Linked DNA regions of Canis lupus: region 2 is linked to region 1. A link is a contact called in public Hi-C data. All regions are on one chromosome and are shown on one strand. Each heading gives the region's core, a stretch centred on a gene start, on an enhancer-like site or on the middle of the called end of the contact. The rest is flanking DNA. Distances are from core to core; before and after follow the strand shown. Region 1 holds the start of SEPTIN6 (septin-6). Region 2 has its middle 29 kb from the start of SOWAHD.

What was found. A called contact is a pair of places that touch in the nucleus more often than the background predicts.
Region 2: a contact with region 1 is called in a Hi-C map of blood, with 1.8 times the contacts expected there. The contact joins the enhancer-like site here to the promoter of SEPTIN6 in region 1. A contact is called at or near these places in 2 of 9 Hi-C or Micro-C datasets (both in blood).

What each region holds. Positions count from the first base shown.
Region 1 is chrX:92,392,305-92,395,933 of UU_Cfam_GSD_1.0, reverse strand. SEPTIN6 (septin-6) reads left to right here and starts at 1,807. Exons shown (of 10, transcript XM_038588184.1): 1 at 1,807-2,122. The coding sequence starts at 2,093.
Region 2 is chrX:92,426,296-92,429,720 of UU_Cfam_GSD_1.0, reverse strand. No RefSeq gene overlaps it. Among named protein-coding and RNA genes, the nearest start is that of SOWAHD, 29 kb to the left of the region's middle. Within about 2 kb of position 1,565, at least 1 of the 20 cell types and tissues checked has an H3K27ac peak or open chromatin away from gene starts, as enhancers often do. A contact at or near this core is called in blood, where this site is marked.

The DNA of each region.
Region 1 (3,629 bases), core at 558-3,057:
CATCCGGCCAGGGCCCAGCCTTACCGCGCGGTTCCTCTTACACAGCGCTGGTCCCGCGTGTCGCTGCCACCCCAATCCAGGGCCCGGCGCCGCCCCCTGGCCCTGCCCCAGCACCCTGGCGGGCCTCAGAGACTACAGTCGCCCCTCTTCCTTGCCGTCACCATCTGCCCCGAGGGCCCGCGCTGTCTGCTGAACTCCCCTGTCCTGGTCCCTGATCGTTCTCCTTGGTCTCTAGCGCAATGACGGCACCTTCAATACTTGGCTCCTCGCGACTGTCCCAACTACTACCCCCTCATTGTGTCTCTTTCTTCGGTACCTGCGCGCCTCCTCCCATCCAAATCCCCAGTCCTCCTGCTCAGGAAACGCTTAATTGGGCGCTTCCTGGGTGCCAGACCCCGGACTAGGCACTGGGGATGCATTTTCCGGAGTCCTTCTCCAGGTGCACATCGCACATAGGCAGCTCTCTGAGACAGTGTGAAGCACTATCCCGGCAGGTGGAACCTAGTGCCAGGGAAGCACTTCCTGTGGCCACCCCATTTCCCTGCCTTCCCTCTTTCTCCCCAGGCCTGGGCTTCTGCGACGGGGTGCCTTCTCTCTCTGGTTCCTGTTCTTCTCCTTTCCTCCCTCCTGCCTCCCCCTCCGCCGCTCGCGCCTTTGGGCTGCAGCCGGGCCACCTCGCTGTCCGGGCTTCTGCCCGCGGGCCAGCCTCCCGCTGCGGTCCCGGGTTCCACTGGGGGTTCTGGCGCCTCTCCGAGACCAGGGCACAGCCCTACCGAGGAGTGGAGCGCAGCGTCTGCACGCTAGGGCCTGGGGCAAGGCGGTCGACCAGGGTTCGCTAGTCCCAGGGAGCTGGCACGGGGCCGCTCCCGGGACTGGGGGACTGGGGTAGGGGGCTCAGGGCCGGAGAGGATCCGCGGCGGCCGCTGGCCAGGAGGAAAGGGGAACCAGGCTGACAGCCTCTGCCTTCGGAGGCTCTTACTGCGCACCGCCGGCCGCCTTCTCCCCGGCTGAGCGAAGGTGAAGGGGAAATCCGGGCGGGACAGAGCCACCGGAGGCCGCTCCCCGTCACTCCCACGTCCCGCCCGACAGAGCTGGGGGGCTTCACCCTCAAACTCCTCCTCTGAGACGCCCCGGCGACCTAGGCACTAGAAGGGGGTCGTGGTCAGGGCCCCGCTCACACGCTGCGCTTTTGGGGCTTGGTAGGAAGAGGAGGCGTGGGGACCGTCCGTATTAAGTACCCAACAGTGGTGAGCTCGGCTTCACGAAATTACCGCCCACAGCATCCGAGGCTTGGAAACCCCGGGGCAGAAGGGGACCTCGAGGCCGCGGGCCTCGGACTCCGCACGTCACCGCTCAGTGGCGGGGCCGCAGTGCGGCTCCCCCCAGCTGCCCCCTGGTAAGCTCCACTGTGGAGCGGCAGGTGCCGCAGCCGCCCCCCCACTCCCGCTGCAGCAGCACTCCCGGGCTAGGGGGGGTGGGAGGAGGTGTGGTGGAGCCTCAGGTCTCCGGCCGCTGGCGCTCCCATCGGAGCACCCTGAGATCTCGCTGGAGAGGAAGAGGGGGTACAGGGGGCGGGGAAGAGGGGGAGGAGGATTGCGGAGCTCAGCAGCGGAGCTGTGCGCGGGAGGGGGAGGGGCAGGGGCTCCCTTCCAGCCTCAGGGGTCTGGGGACTCTGGGATGTAAGGCGAGAGCAGGGGGGTGTGACAATTCAGCAGAGGTCGGGACGTACCACGGAGCCCAGTGGCGGGGGGGGGGGGACAGAGGACGTGGTCACCGAGGGGAGCCCCAGCCCCCCTTCGCACAGGCCTACAGCTGAGGTTGCAGGGAGAACTGGAACTGAGCTCGCCGTAGGGGGAAGCGGCGCGTGAAATCCGCCCCCCACCCCGAACCCCACTTCCGAGGGAGTGGGTTGATAGAGGGGAGGTTGGGGTTGGAGCAGCGGCGCGGGGGCCCCTCCCTCGCACCTCCCCCCACCGGACTTGGTCGCGCCCGAAGTGTAACACTTTCTCTTTGTCGGAGGAGCTTCGCTGTTTCTTGTGCTGTACCTCCGGTTGCGGCGGCACCCGTGGCAGCCCTGGCGGACGCAGGAGCGATGGCAGCGACCGACATAGCTCGCCAGGTGGTGAGTGCGGGGCTGGGGGGCCGGCGCGGCGCGGGGGGCCGGGGGCCCGGGAAGGGCGGAGGAGACCTGGCCGCCGCCGCGGCCCCGGCGAGGAGGGCAGTGGGCAGCATCCCGGAGCCACGGCGCGGCGGGACTTCTCCCCCGGGGTCAGCGGCTCACTCCCCCGTCCTGTCCCCGCGATCGGTGGTGGCGGGCGGCCGGGGGACCCGGGCGAGGCTGCGGGCGGGCAGCTGAACTTCCATTGCCCAAGAGCTGCAGTGAGCGCCGCCGCCTCCCTCGCTGCAGCTGCCGCCGCGCCGCTGGGGCGTTGCCGAATGAATGGCCGCAGGAGCCGCCGAGCCCTCGGGGTCCCTGGCCCCCTGGTCTTGCTTTCTCCGGCCGTGGGGCCGCGCCCCTGCGCCCAGCCGCCCCCCACCCGGGCCTCCTGCGGAAGAGGGGCGCGGGGCTGGGGTGAGCCTGGGGCCGGAGGCGGCGAGTGGCGAGGGGGGCGGGGAGGTGACTGGCTGGGGTAGGGTTTCTCCATATGCATTACATATGTGACTGCGTCTGTGTGTGTGTATCACCGTGTTCGTATGAGTGCACGCGCGCGCACTCGTGCCTCCGGGGCGGGTGGCGGCGCCGGGCTTGTCCGTGACCCTGCAGGAGTCCGTCTGTTTCCCCGTGTGCGCTCCGTGTGCGCTCACCTCCGTGACGTGTGTCCGTGTGTCCCGACTGCTCTCTGCTGGGCTGGGTGCCTCTGGGTCCCGAGTGTGCGCGCGTGTGGCGGAGTGTGTGTGTGTGTGTGTGTGCGCGCGCGCGTGCAGCTCGTTGGCCTGTAGGTGGCTGGCTGCGTAGTTTGGCATGTTTCTGGAAGCCTTGACCCGGGTTTTGCGGGCCTCTGGGGGTCTGTCTCGGGTGCGTGTCCAGTGTAACAGGGCTTGTTCGCCAAAGCCGGGGCGCTGGCTTCTTTCTGTGGGGACTCAGGAACATATAAGTGTGAGGCTTGCTGAAGCGGTGCCGTCTCTCTTTTTGTTGGCAGCAGACTCTGGAAAAAAAAAATCTTTTAAAGAACTGAAGTTTTCCAGCCTAGAATGTTCAGAGAAATCATACTGAAGTGACTTGAGGCTCCTTATTTATTTATTTATTTATTTATTTATTTATTTATTTATTTATTTATTTAACCAGAAGTTTGGTTGTAAAGGGAGGGGATAATTCCGTCTAGGGGGACAATCTATCTTTCTCTTCATCCATGGGTATCTGGGATCTTCAGAAGCCCACAATTATCCACACTCTCTGATGAAGGAGAGTGAAGTAGGGGTAGGTGAGCCCCATAGCACCAAATCCTACTGGATGAAAATCTCCGAACCACACGCACACACAAGTTTTTAATCCATTGGTTTACTTTTTTAGGGAAACAGTCCATGCACTGAGATTCCAGTGCCAAAAAAAAAAAAAAAAAAGAAAAAGAAAAAAAAAAGAAAGAAAAGAAAAGAAAAAAAAGAAAAAAGAAAAAAGGAAAAAAAAAGCC
Region 2 (3,425 bases), core at 316-2,815, 34 kb before region 1:
GATATTTACAAAAACATCTTGTTTGTTATTATGATAGTTACTAGTCCACCCGTGTTTCTGCTAAAATCCACCCTGATATTTTTTTTAATTTATTTTTTATTGGTGTTCAATTTACTAACATACAGAATAACCCCCAGTGCCCGTCACCCATTCACTCCCACCCCCCGCCCTCCTCCCCTTCCACCACCCCTAGTTCGTTTCCCAGAGTTAGGAGTCTGTACGTTCTGTCTCCCTTTCTGATATTTCCCACACATTTCTTCTCCCTTCCCTTATATTCCCTTTCACTATTATTTATATTCCCCAAATGAATGAGACCATATAATGTTTGTCCTTCTCCGACTGACTTACTTCACTCAGCATAATACCCTCCAGTTCCATCCACATTGAAGCAAATGGTGGGTATTTGTCGTTTCTAATGGCTGAGTAATATTCCATTGTATACATAGACCACATCTTCTTTATCCATTCATCTTTCGATGGACACCGAGGCTCCTTCCACAGTTTGGCTACCGTGGCCATTGCTGCTATAAACATCGGGGTGCAGGTGTCCCGGCGTTTCACTGCATCTGTATCTTTGGGGTAGCCACCCTGATATTGACAAGAAATTTACCAAGTCAGTTGGTCAGTTTCCTATAAAAGACCATAAAATCCCTCAGTGGCACCCCTGTTGGGACCCGTGGGACTTCTGGGAGCTTTCTCTGTATCTGTGCTTAATATACTTCTATGGCTTTGCTCACTCTCTGTTGTCAGCAGGATTCGTCCTTGGACTCGGTGAGACAAGAACCTAGCTGTCCCGTATCCATATGATCTCACTCATGTGTGGAATTTAAGAAACAAAACAGGATCACGGGGGAAGGGAGGGAAAAATGAAACAAGACGAAATCAGAGAGGGAGACAAACCATGAGAGACTCTTAACCATAGGGAATAAACTGAGGGCTGCTGCAGGAGGGGGTGGGGGTTGGGGTAACTGGGTGATGGGCACTAAGGAGGGCACGTGATGTAATGAGCACTGGGTGTGACGTGCAACTGATGAGTCCCTGACCTATGAAACGAATAATACATGATATGTTAATTATTTGAATTTAAATAAATACAAATAAATGCTTATATTTTGTAAAGTAAAAAAATAAAAGCGTCTCTGTGTGTTTGTGTGTGAACAGATAAAATTTCCCATTGATTCTTCTCTGAAATCTGTCGACCTTAAAAGTAAAACAGCCAGTTGCTACATCAGCAAAATGAATTATTCTGAAAGGGGGAAACTGCAATTCAGGGCATGAAAGGGACGCAAAGCTGGCAAGTGGGGAGCTCAAAGGAGAGGAGGGGTGCCTGGCCAGCTCAGTCAATGGCCATTGTGCCTCTTAATCTCGGGGTTGTGAGTTCAAGCCCCACCGTGGGGGTAGAAATTACTTAAAATCTTTAAAAAGGCAAAGGGGATAGGAATGTTACTTTATAGAGAAAAAGAGGAAGTTGGAAGGCGCTACTTTGAACTAAAGCTTATTGGAGGAAACCGAAAGTTTAGGGGTGGCAGTTTCTCATTGGCTGAGTTGTGCTACTTTCTTATTGGCTGAGCTTGTTGCTGGGCGAGGAGGTCAGGTACCTCTCATCCTGCCGGGTTTGCCATTGATGAGGAGTAGTGGGGCACTATAGCTCCCCCTTCTGGCCTCCAGGCTCTATCTATCTATCTATCTATCTATCTATCTATCTATCTATCTATTATTTTAAAGAAATTTTTAAAAAGATTTTATTTATTTATTCATGAGAGACACACAGAGAGAGGCAGAGACATAGGCAGAGAGAGAAGCAGGTTCCCCGCAGGGAGCCCGATGTGGGACTTGATCCCAGAACCCCAGGATCACCACCTGAGCCAAAGGGAGACACTCAGCCACTGAACCACCCAGGTGCCCCCTACCCAAACTTTCTAGAAACAGACACTAACCTCTCAACCACAATGACTTTAGTTTCCAAACTCCAGAATTAGGACCCACTATCTGACAAGTTTGATCATGTGTTTTGGAGACAACAAGACTGAATTTTAAAAATCTATCTGTTAAAAAAAAAAGAAATAGCAGGCTGAAAATGGAGTCATTCGTGCTAAGCCCCACATTGGCAAACTAAGACTTAATACCTAACCTACCTGCAGTTTCAGCCTCTCCCAGGAATGTAAACTCAACCAGTCAATCTGGTTGAGTAGCACTGGTCAGCTAGGGAGGTAATCTACCTGACAAACCTTGCCTGTCCCCAATAAGACAATGACCTTGCCTAAAACAATCCACTCTTGTGAATGCCTGGGTGGTTCAGCTGATTGAGCATCCAACTCTTGATTTCAGCTCCAGTCATGATCTCATGGGTCATGAGATGGAACCCCATATCAGGCTCCCTGCTCAGTGGGGAGTCTGCTTCTCTCCCTCTTCCTCTGCCCCCCCCCCCCATGCATGCCTGCGTTCTCTCTTTCTCTCTCTCACAAATATTTTTTAAAATCCACTATTTGTTAGAAATTTCCTTTTCCTGCCCCCTCTCTGTCCATAAAAGCCCTTTATTTTGTGTAGCTCTTCAGAGCTCCTTTCTATTTGCTGGGTGGGATGCTGCTCAATCCATGAATTGTCGAATAAAGCCAATTAGATCTTCAAATATGCTCAACTGAAAAATTTTAAAACTTATCATAGGTGGGACCTATGGCTGCTCAGGGTTCTGTTAGGGTGAATGCACCTTAGAGTCAGGGCTTTTGGATCTAGTGCGTATTTACTAGAGAATATTTAGAAAGTGTAGAGAAAACCCATCCACAGTCTTGTATCCTTGGTGCTAAACACTTAATATCTGGACATAACCTCCCCTGGTATGTGTGTAGGCATCAACATGCACATGTGTGTATACAGAACAATAGATGCCTCTACGTGCATATATAAAATACACCAGGGCAGCCCCGGTGGCGCAGCGGTTTAGCGCCGCCTGCAGCCCGGGGTGTGATCCTGGAGACCCAGGATCGAGTCCCACATCTGGCTCCTTGCATGGAACCTGCTTCTCCCTCTGCCTGTGTCTCTGTGCCTCTCTCTCTCTGTGTCTCTTATGAATAAATAAATAAAATCTATAAAAAAAATTAATTCCTTAAAAAATACACCAGTAAAGTCACACTGAACCTTCCATTCTATTCCAGTAGCATCCTCACATTGTAGCAGGTGCCTGCCGACCATCTTAATTCCATGGGTAGCGGACTAACCATTTCAAGGAAGTTCTCCGGAAGACAGTCTGGTATCTACACCTGACCTTAGGAGGTCTGGCTTTGCCCAGGCGCCTCACTGCGGCCCCCATCCACAAGTGGTATCTCTAGGAGTGCCAAGGTACCCAGTGGGCCAGGGCCAGCTGTGCGTGAACAGAAGCAACAGTGGGCAGAACCAGGAGCCGGCAGCCCTCCCACAGCTCCCCTGGA